Linked DNA regions of Anas platyrhynchos: region 1 is linked to region 2. The links are chromatin contacts, called in public Hi-C maps. All regions are on one chromosome and are shown on one strand. Each heading gives the region's core, a stretch centred on a gene start, on an enhancer-like site or on the middle of the called end of the contact. The rest is flanking DNA. Distances are from core to core; before and after follow the strand shown. Region 1 holds the start of TFCP2L1 (transcription factor CP2 like 1). Region 2 has its middle 72 kb from the start of TFCP2L1.

Region 1 (5,244 bases), core at 419-2,918, 73 kb after region 2:
TCTCAACCGGAGGGTACAGACAGCCCTCACAAAGTCACAGCCCAAAACAAAGCGTCCCTCTCCAGAAACATGCCTTGACATCCTCCCATCAGTTAGTCAGAATTAGAGGTCTCCACAAAAAAAAAAAAAGTGTTTTGTTCAACTGACCTTCCCCGAAATGCCTGAGGCTATCACTTAATGCTGCCATAAATCTGGTTGTAGGGCTTTTAGCCCCAGATCACAGTGGCAAGTGCTCACTAAAGGTGACACTTGTTGCTGGAGCACCGGCAGGTTACCTGTACACCAGCAGCCTTCCTGCCAGAGCACAAACCCCACAACTGCTAGCATCAAGCAGAAATAACCAGATGTCTTTCCTGGCCAGTTCAAAGGAAGCTGAACTGTGGGCTCAAGCCTGACCCAGACTCGATGATCTTGTAGCACTCGGATGCTACAAACCCATAGTGTTGGATCAACCTGAGCAGCACAAGAGCTATCACAGCAGCTGTAGGCACAAGTTGCAGGGCTGAGGCTTGCCTGCTACTGCTGCTCTCACTGTCCTCACCAGCTTTGCAAGCACAGAGCACAAGACTTCTGCCCCAAGCACACTGTTAAAATATTCACTGGGGTAGAGGAAGGAGGCAAAGCACCCTGGATGAAGAAGCGAGGAAGGCTGCTGGCAAGCAAGAACCTCACGCTACCCTATCATTTGATAACGGCGAGTGATTATTAGGTTGAAAAATTCCTTTGCAAGTACTGATAAGGAGCAGGAATTGTAACGATTGCATGTCGCATTGAAAGAGCAGCCTTATCGGTGTGTGAGGTGCTTCGCCAGACAAGCTGGCCATCTCTCGGGAGCAGCTATTTGGGGTGCCTTTGGAAAGCACAGCTCTTGGGCCACCACAGAGCCTCCACTGCTGCCCATCAGTGCAATGGGGCTCCAGCAGAGCAGCAGCAATCGACACCAGCTGAGAGCCCGGCCTTATACATCCCGAGAAAAATAATTCGTAAGCACCCAGCAGAAAGGAAACTCCCAAAGTTGCCTGCTTTGTTGTCTTCTGGAGGGAGGAAATACGAGTTTGCGCTAACACATGTTGCGGACTATTGTTCGGCGGCCCTTGTGCTTAAATTAGGCACATTTAATTAAACGCGCCTGTGTGGAGGCAGGAAAAAGCTGGTTTAGACAAGTTCAGAAAGTGAAATTAAGAGCTTTTCGCTCCTGGTCCCAACAAGAAGAGGCGGAAAGCCCGTCCTGAGCAAAGCGGGCGCCCTGCGAGCCCTTCTCCAGGCTCCCCCCCGGAGCCCAGCCAAAGCCCCCGGGGCGCAGGGAGCCGGCGGGGGGCTCGGGGCGAAGCTCCCGGCAAGTCGTCCGTGGCGATGTTACCGTGGGAGGGAGACAGGAGCAAGAGGAAGCCCACACCTCCCAGAAAGAGCTTTTTTTTGTTTTTTTTTTCCTGCGGGCAAAGCCGCGCTCACGCCGGGACTCACCGCAGGTAGCTGCCGGTGGAGTGCTGGTTGTAGTGCTCCGGCTGCGTGTGCCAAAACAGCATCTTGGGCGGGGAGGGGGCCCGCTGCTGGCGCTGGGGGAAGGCGGCGAAGGCTGGGGGCCAGCCGGGCTGCCCACCCCGAGACACCCCGGGCACCACTCCCGCCAGCTCCGGCCGCAGCCCCGCCGGCTCCCGGCGCTTTTATGGCCCGGCCCCGGCCGGCGCGGGTTGGCTGCGTTGGGCGCTGGAGGGCGGCCGAGCCCTCCCCCGGCCCGCCCCGCTCCGCTCCGCCTCGCCCGGCCGCAGGTGGCTGAGGGCGGCGGCACCGCCACCGGCAGCGGGAGCGGGAGGAGCGGCGAGGGCGGCCCTGAGGAAGGCGCTGCCCGGCCGGAGAGAGCGGCAGCGGGGGCCCGGGGCAGCCCGCTGAGGGACGGGGGAGAGCTCGCAGCTTTGTCGCGACATGGCGGCTGTCATCCCTGCCCTGTCACAGCGACCGCGGCGATGTCCCTGCTGCCCTGGTTGGCCTCAGTGAGGCCAAGTGTGAAGTTGAGGCCCCTGAAAGTCCCCGTGCTTTGAATTAAGGACAGATGATGGGTTTCACTCCTCACTGCCTCATGCAGTGAGGAGCCTTCACCTCATGTTAACGTGAACTTGCCTTCAGCAGGCAAAGCGCTGGTGCAGGACCAGCCTCATGGCCACAGGACTCATCTCAAGGCCTGAGCCCAAGCTATGTGGCACCACAGCCCCATCTTCCCATACCCATCACGTCCCTCACTCACGGTGCCCGCTCATCGCACTTTCCTGTCCCACCGATCCTTCGATAGCTGGGACAGGGGGAGCCAGAGGGTGGAGGGGGTTTGCTGTTTGGCCATGTCCTATTGTCTATCCGCCAGCAGAAATGGAAAACAAACTCTTAATTACTCCGAGTCATTAAACATCTTCTGATCTGCTTTGTGGAAGGCTTCCTGGTCAAGTTTCAACTGAGAAAAAGGCAGCTGACGCACGTAACTTGCTGCTTGCAGCAATTTGCCAATGTAGCTGTCGGCATATATCATTGTGGACTGCCATGCTTCACAGCCGAGCTAGCAACGTTTCATTGTCAGGTGGAATTTGTATTATCCTGCCATGATTAGAGTATCTATATTGTCACAGCACCCATAGATCATCATTAGGTCCAGCCCCAGAAAGTTAAATGCAGTGCACCTATAGTCATGAGCAACTGATATCCACGCGCATCACAAGCAGAACGAGGTAACCTGAAGGGTAACCAAGCAGCTTCACAGAGGTGCTATGAGTCTTCAAGTATTTAAGAGATATTATTTAAATCTGCCAATCTTTGCCAGTATCACTGAGAAATAGCAGAAATAAACATGCCTTTAAGGTAGTTTCTCTTTCCTCTGCTACTATACAGCTAGACACACACCTGCTTCTTTCAAAGCAAGATGGCTCAAGTTATGTTGTAACTGTCTCATACCCTTAAAAATACTTAGCTCTGCTCACACAACAGCTGTTTGGACCTCAATTGAACAAAGTGCCTAAATTTAGCTCCTGGTCAGAGAAGCAAGACAAAGTTTGTGGAGGTGTCCAAGGACTCTCTAAACAATAAATATTCTTCCACAGTTCTGAGCATTTTGCTGTGCCGACTGGAGAAATATGCAGTCCAATTGAAGAATAAATGACCGTACTGTTCCAAATGAAGGATCCCATCAAGTCTGGCATGTCAATATTTTCTTTGCTCTCTTTCTAGAAAGTAAATGTGTTGGAAGGAAAATGGCATTAAAATGGCTTTGTTTCCTCTCTGGTCTGTGCTGAATGTAGAAAACAAGGTTAGGTCTGCTAATTAATTTCACGAAGTCTCCACCAGCACCCCCATCTTCGAAATCTTCCTGTAAGGACAAATCTGTTGATAAAATTACATCTTTGTTCTTTGTCTACCTCTTCTGAAATAAATCTCAGCCCTCTTCTGGTCTAACTTCTGCTCCTTCTCCAGTGTGGAATTTTGCATCGCAGCATCAGGAACCCTCTCCTTATTTTCAAAATCCACCACATCACACGGCCCAAGTCCTTCTCTGCTACCCTCTGGGGCTCCCTGAATCACCCAGCACCAGCTCTTCCTCTTTCCTTACTACAGCCCCTAAGGAAAGAAATCTCCTTTGCTGCAGCTTTCTCACATGAACCTCCCTTCACTCTCCTGCACACTCCCAGATAAAGTCTTTCTTTCCCTCTAATGTGCTGTCTGCTCTTCATCTCTCCTTTTAGATGCATGTTCAGTTGGCCACAGTAAAATGCTTTGTTCATATGAATAAAAGTGACTGAGTGAATATTTTGTTTGATGTACTTTCTACTTGAGGTAATACTGTGAAGACACTTTGGGGTATTTTTGCATGAAAAAAATATTTTAAAAATAGGTATCTTTTTGTGTGGACATTTGTGCCTGGACACACAATTGCCATGGCTGTTAGTTCAAGCTGACATAAAGATGAACTATGTTTTTAAGTCTGTAAATCCTTTTGATTTAAAACAAACAAACAAACAAACAAACAAACAAAAGCTTCAAGAATTCATATGTGCACTTGCAGTTTAAGATGTTATTGCCCCCCAAATTTTGCTCTGCTACTTTGCTAGTCATTACAGTCCCCATAGCTGAGCACTGAGCAAAAAGCACCTATGCCCTTCATCTGCTTTGCTGGAAAGTCGAGAGACTTAGATAAGTTTCTTGGCACTTTGAGCCAAGCCAGTAGACCTTGTGCTGAATTGACTGAGATACAGCCACATATTCTTCTTTTTCCCTCTAGGAAAAAAATAAAAAATAAATAAGTGTGTGCGTGTGTGTGTGTGGGGGGGGGGGGGGGGGGAGGGCAGAATCCTTTATCCAAGAGCCTAAAGGGAGGTGAGCATGGGAGCATTATAACACCACAGAGATGGTAAGCAAAAGCTCAGATTGGTAAAAGTAATTAGGCCCTTAACTGCCACCAAATTCAAAGGAAACAAAGCATCCAAATACCTTTGTGGATCCTACCACAATTATTTAAATTCCTTCTGAAAAATCCACCATGAGCTCCTACCTCAGGTAAGCAATTTTGTATTCAGAAAGACCAAAATAAACTGAGTTGAAGGATCAAGGTTAAACATTACACTGTCTTGAAGAGCTTCCAAAAGCTTCCATTAGCTTATTATGGCATTAGTCAAGGTTATTCAGGGATTACTCCAACTCTCTCCTTATGCATGGGCCAAACCGTCTGCTTCTGCGTGGGCCCATATGCTCACATATATAAGCTTGTACGTAAAGAGGAAGAGCATTCCCTCTCCGCTCACTGTCCTCAGGATCTCTGTATGACCGACTCTTTGTTTGCCAAATACATCCTTAATAGCTTTGTCCCTGGCAAAGCGCCTGTACAAGCAGAGAAGCTCCCTGCCTGTAGGCAATGCGGTGCAGGTGAGGACAGCTGCAGGACTGCTATGGTGCGAGGCAAAGAGTTAATCCAGGCCAGTGTCTGCCAAGGGAAACCAAAAAGGAAAATGTGGCCCTGTTCTGCTTGCCCACCTCTGAGCCACCATGCCCAGACCTTAGAGCTGGAAGCTGTCTGGATGAACTGCAGGGATCCGCGATGATCTGCAGAGCCTTGGGAAGGCTTTCTGGGTGGCCACCCAAGCACTGAATGTGCTTGAAGGAAAAAGTGGCGTGGTGCCTTTTGTGTTGCGTGTAGTTTAGCTCACAGGTGTCCAGCTTCTGCTCTGGGGATCTTTGAGGGAACTATGCGCTGTATCTAAGTAGGCTCTG
Region 2 (5,464 bases), core at 290-2,789:
CCTACTGACATGGTTATATTGGTCCTCATAGCAAATTTGCAGTTGAAGACTGAGAAACCAAGTCTTAACTGATCCCATGTAAAGGATAGTAAGAAAGAATCTAGTTTTAATAGTACCTAGTTAGGAGCAATGTTTCAGAACATGTTGAAAAAAAAAATTAAAAAGCAAGTATGGAAAATGAAACTTTTCCCAAGTGCTGAACAGTTTCCTAGACAGCAGTTCATGAACCCCTGTCCTGGACACAAGGCTCCAGCTGCTGGCTCGCTCACAGTTGCAGAAGCAGCCCTGCAGCAAATTTTGCAACAGGGCAAAATTTGAAGACCAACATTAGCAAAATATGCAATGTAAATATACCAGTCCTTACCTGCTTGGAGTCCTGCTCTTACCCACCCTCATCTGGCAGCAGCCCTCCTCAGAACACGTGCAGGGCTATCTGCTGGAGAATAACTGTCCTACATGTGACATTGACAAAGTTGTGTCAGGGTTAAGAAAGGTCTCTGATTTTATATCTGGCCTAAATTCAGGGTCACAGTTTGTGGGAAGACTTAGGACCAGGCACTTTACACAAATTCTCATATCACCACTAGTGGATGTAGCAGCCAAGAAACCTTGGACACCCAACCCAATTTGGTTGCACATAATCCACCCACAGCTGTAGGAAGCCTGACATGGTGGACATGAAGAGTCCATTAAGCCCATCCTCTCCATGGGTGAAGGTTCAGGTTTATGAGCTATCATGAATGATTTGACTCAAAACCTGGATTTCCTGGACATTTACTCATTTGCAAGCTGATAAAGGAGTTAAGTAGGAGAAATAACTAACCAGGGTGCAGGTCTCTTCTTAAGTCCAAGAGCAACCATCCCTGCTGGGTCCAGCAGGAGAAGCTGTGGACATTTACTGCCTGTCTGCCTGTCCTCAGTCCCTGGCTCAGCACTGGTGCTGCCAGAGTTTACCTGGAGCATGTGGAGCAGTACCCTGCTCCAGTGCAAGACCAGCACACCACTGCCACCAGGCTGGTGGTGCCCAGAGGAGATAGAAGTCCATCCTCGGCCATGAGAGCCGACTTTGCACCAAAGTGGCTGAGGAGTGCCCACAAGTCCAGGCTCTGGTGTGGCAGAGGAGCCCACTCCCAGCAAAGTTGCAGGTCAGATGCACACAGGCAATGCCTAAAACCCCAGACGTCTGCAGGAGCATGGGCTGGAGCTCTGTGGGCTAAGCAATGCATCCTGTTTGTCCCTTAAACTCAAAGCAGAGTTAAAGCTCATCAAGCTTTCCTAGCAGCTGGTTTATATACACAGAACACTGGGTGTTGATGTTTACAAGACCCAGAGCTCATTTCGGCTCTTTCCTATGTACAAAGAACAAAACATTTAGGTACTTTCCATCTAAAATAACTTTGCCCTTGTCTTTTTACCTCAGCCATCCAAGAACAAGGGCTGTGTGAGACCGGGAGAAGGGAAATGCTTAGAAATCCTGCTCGTTCGACTGCTGCTGTTCCTTGCTGACATTTAGCCCAGACAATACGAGCACCACCCTCAGCTACACCCAGCTGGGCTCAGTGACTTCACTGGGAAGCCATGGTGTGCCACGGCTGTAACCAACAGCAGAAACTGTCCAAATACTTCTTTGTGGAGCTCGAGATTGTTTGCTAGACTGAACTACTCTTTGTTCAGTATATTTTGACTGCTATATACGTTGCTTTAACCTTGCTGCACCGTTCCTGGTCCCAGGGATATCAGGATGATAACCAGGACAAGGCAGATGAGCCAGGAACCTGGATTCCCCTCCTGGTGCTGCCCTGGGGACAGCTGTCACCTCTGCTCCTACCTTCTCCTTGAGAAGGAGTGACCTTCACACTGCTTTGTGGGACATGGGGAGTAACGAAAGGAGCAAGGACTTGGACTGCTGCTCTGCTGATGAATCCATGTCATCTCAGTGCTGCAAATCTCCTTGTCTCTGAAATTAACCTGGATAGCTGAAATACTGACTCAAACCAAGACATGATGAATAACAAGACATGGCCCTAAGTGCGGGATGAAGTTGGAAGCAGGGGTCACCTCCCCACCAACCACTTGTAGCCAGGACCAGGCTTAGAGAGCTCAAAGCCAGAGTGAACAAGCCACCAACCCATGCGCCACAGGAAGCAAACCCCATCCACATTGTTAGCCCTGTGACCGCCCAACTCCCCACACTGCCCCAGCCCAAGTGTTTCTCTGAGGAGCCTCGCACCTTGGTGGGGGTTTGGATCACAGTGTGACAACCCAACATGCAGATGCCCAAGTCCCAGCCCTGTTGCCTTTGCCTTGCCCATCACAAGGGCAGGTTCTTTGTGGTGAGAGCCAGCAGCACATCACAGCACGCACTGCCACACACAGAGCACCTCTCAGCCAGCACCTCCAGCCAGCTAAACCAGAGCTCCTTGTGAGTAACAGCCAGTTTCACTTGCTTGGTCACTGAAGCCCTGCTTTCAGTTCTGGCCAGCCCTGTGTACACGGTGCGGTTCGTGCCACAAACAGAAGGCACAGATTAGCCTGCGGTGCACGCCTGAGCGCCAGGCCTCCGCACGCGTTCCAGCCCGCCCGTCCAGCGAGCACCTCCCCTCACAAAATACAGAAATAAAGTTTAAAAAATTAGCAGCCAGAATGTCCCAGTTAATGATTAAGCCGTGACAGTTGCACAACTTCCCCGGGAATGTCTGTTTTGATGGCTGCGGTACGCTGGTGGGCAGGAATGGTAAAAAAAAGTCGGATGGCGAGGAGAGGATGGGGCCTGGGTGTGACAGTGGCAGCAGCAAGGTCTGGCAGGAGACGAGCTGTCCTTCCATGGCAGGGGGCTGGTGTCCCCATTAGCATGTTTTCAGCCCCAGGCTGCAGAGATTTGGGGCGCAGGGCTGCTGGCAGGTGGCCCTGGCAGGGTGGGGGAGCCCTACCATCAGCAGCAGGGGAGCACAGCGTCACTGCGTGCTTTATGCAGCTGGTTCACTTGCAGGCATGGGTCAGTGCAAAGCAAATGCAAACCTCATGCCTCAGTGTCCTTATATATGCGTTTAAAAGCACACAGTACGCTCATAAAAGGGCCGAGTCTCCAGGGCTGACTTACAAGTGCCAGACAAAAATCTGTCAAGATTGATGAGCCTTTTTTTTTATGGCATTCGGCACGTCCGACATTATGCTGGACTTTAAAAAGCTCTGCGGGAACAAGGGCCATTAAACATCTAGAATAAATAGAGTCAGATAGAAGTTCAGACACCCAGCTGTTCGTTTGCATGGGCAAGTCCCATACTTGGAAATGCAGTAATCTTTCAAGTCAAATTCCTGGAAAGATTAGCCTAATGCACAGCTCCCAGATCCCACAGCTCATTAGAAGAGACTCCAGTGCAACACCTTCCGAGAAGTCCATGTGTGCCCTGGCAAGGTGGCTTCTTGCAAGCAGTTGTTGGAGACAAAAATCTGCCTGGCCTGGCTGGCCATTGGGTCATTTGGGCTTCAGAGATGTCACCCAGCCACAGACAGCATCCACCCAGATCTTAGGGTGACCAGGAACAGGGAAACCTAATGCTCCCATTCAGAAATGGATCAATGAATTGATTCATAAAGGTGATGGTCCCTGACTGCCGCTGAAAAGTTGGCTTGAAGCTGGGATGGGGATGGTCCCATGGGCAGCAGTTGGGAAGCACCATTTTCAGGCAGACTCAGACCTGCAAGCCCAAAAACTGACCAATTTTTCTTGTGCTGAAGAAAACACAGGTCCGTGGATGGATATGTGCTGTAAATAACCCATCTCGCACCATACAAACACCTGACTACCTCACAACCCTTCTCCTTCACGTGGCAACTACAGTGCTGGATCTCACCTGTCAGCCAACAGCTCCCGTCAGTGGCAGAGCTGGTCTCTCCGATCCATATGTGTCCACATGTGAATGTTCCTTTCAGGATTTTGCAGAAAACTTGCAAAATGTCCCTTGCATCTTCCTATATATTTATTTGATTTGCTAGGATGAGTGATGCCAGTGAAAGTCTTGGGCTGAGAACTCAGTTTCTGTACGTGGTTGTGCTGCCTGAGGTCTCCTTCCTGCTGCTGTCTCTTGGCACGTGGATCACAGAGGGCTGATCTGGTCTATCTGGTAGCTTCCCAGCACTCCGGGATGCTCTGGGCTGGTGTGAAGCCTGGCACATCTCCATGCGTACCCAGGAGTGATTTGGTTTCTAGAAAATTGACATTACCATGTACAGGGCTTTCTGAATGGGGACATCCCTACCCCTTGTGAAAGGACACAGAGGATAAGCCACAGTCTTTGGTCACCTCAGGAGTAGGGATGGTGCTGGGGGAGTTGCCAGGATAACTGCGCTTTCCCTGAAGAGCAGAAACAGAGTGCCAAACCTCAACAAGAGTTGCGAGATTTGGGGATTCTCTCTAATTTTTCATTCAGGGAGCAGGTACTGCACCTCAGCCATGCCTTGGCCAGCCATCAGACCCTTCCTGACTGAGACTGCAAAAACACATCATAATTAAAAGCAATCACCATTCTGGTTTCCACATTTCTTCTCCAAATGGCTTCTGCCTCCTCCATATGGAAGCAATACGTGGAAAACCCTATCTTTGCACGCACTGCATGCCTTTATAACCCCACTTCCAACTGTTGTCTGTGCTGGGAGCCCCAGCTAGCCGCCACTGCTGCAGCCTGCAGTACTGCACACCAGCTGCTCCTCTCTGTGGTCACAGGGATGATGTCTGTGCTACCATTGCAAGGTCTGGTAGGTGTTGATGTCCACCACGAGAGCTGATAGCATCTGTTCCATATGCTCTACTGCTGGCTGACTGATCTGGGACAGTGAGTGGCAAGCACCATTTGCATTCAGTAAAATGTTACCTCTTCATCTCAGGAGAGAATGATCAAAACTAGGATTTTCTTTCCATTCTTGTGAGTTCAGGGTTTACAGTACTTTTTAAGAGTGTAATGTGACTCATCCAAGTGTTTGAAAAGTACTTTTAACTTTTTTATTTAAAAAACAAAACAAAACTTTCCCATGTTTTGAGTATTAGGCAAAAAGGATTTCCCCTTTCATTTTTTTCTACCATCACAATTGTGATTTATTTTTTTAAACCAAAAGGAGGACTACTGAGTACATTTGCCAAGAGGTGGAGTACAAAAATTCTGTACATCTACAGCGTTAATATCCTGAGACTTCATTTTTGATAAACATTCAGCCCTGTATTTGCAATGGGCTGATGTCTCATAGATAGCTCAGGGGACAGTTCTCCATTGCATATCCCCATCCTCACTGCAAGGCACACTCCTCTCTCAAAGAGGGGAAAACAACAAAGGAAAGCATACATATGCACCTCTCTCCCCAGAGAGGATCAGAAAGGACCACCAAGGACAGAAATGTTTGGATATAATGAATAGTGTGGCCTAAGACCAGCAGAGTATAGCAAAGGAATAAACTTCAAGCATCAAATTTC

The links. Hi-C and Micro-C count contacts between places; a contact is called where the count stands out from the background.
Region 1: a contact with region 2 is called in a Hi-C map of liver, with 2.6 times the contacts expected there. The contact joins the promoter of TFCP2L1 here to the enhancer-like site in region 2. A contact is called at or near these places in 3 of 8 Hi-C or Micro-C datasets (liver, skeletal muscle and subcutaneous adipose tissue).

What each region holds. Positions count from the first base shown.
Region 1 is chr7:14,517,602-14,522,845 of IASCAAS_PekinDuck_T2T, forward strand. It overlaps TFCP2L1 (transcription factor CP2 like 1), which reads right to left and starts at 1,669. Exons shown (of 15, transcript XM_005017516.5): 1 at 1,465-1,669. The coding sequence starts at 1,526.
Region 2 is chr7:14,444,237-14,449,700 of IASCAAS_PekinDuck_T2T, forward strand. No RefSeq gene overlaps it. Among named protein-coding and RNA genes, the nearest start is that of TFCP2L1, 72 kb to the right of the region's middle. Within about 2 kb of position 1,540, at least 1 of the 8 cell types and tissues checked has an H3K27ac peak or open chromatin away from gene starts, as enhancers often do. A contact at or near this core is called in subcutaneous adipose tissue, where this site is marked.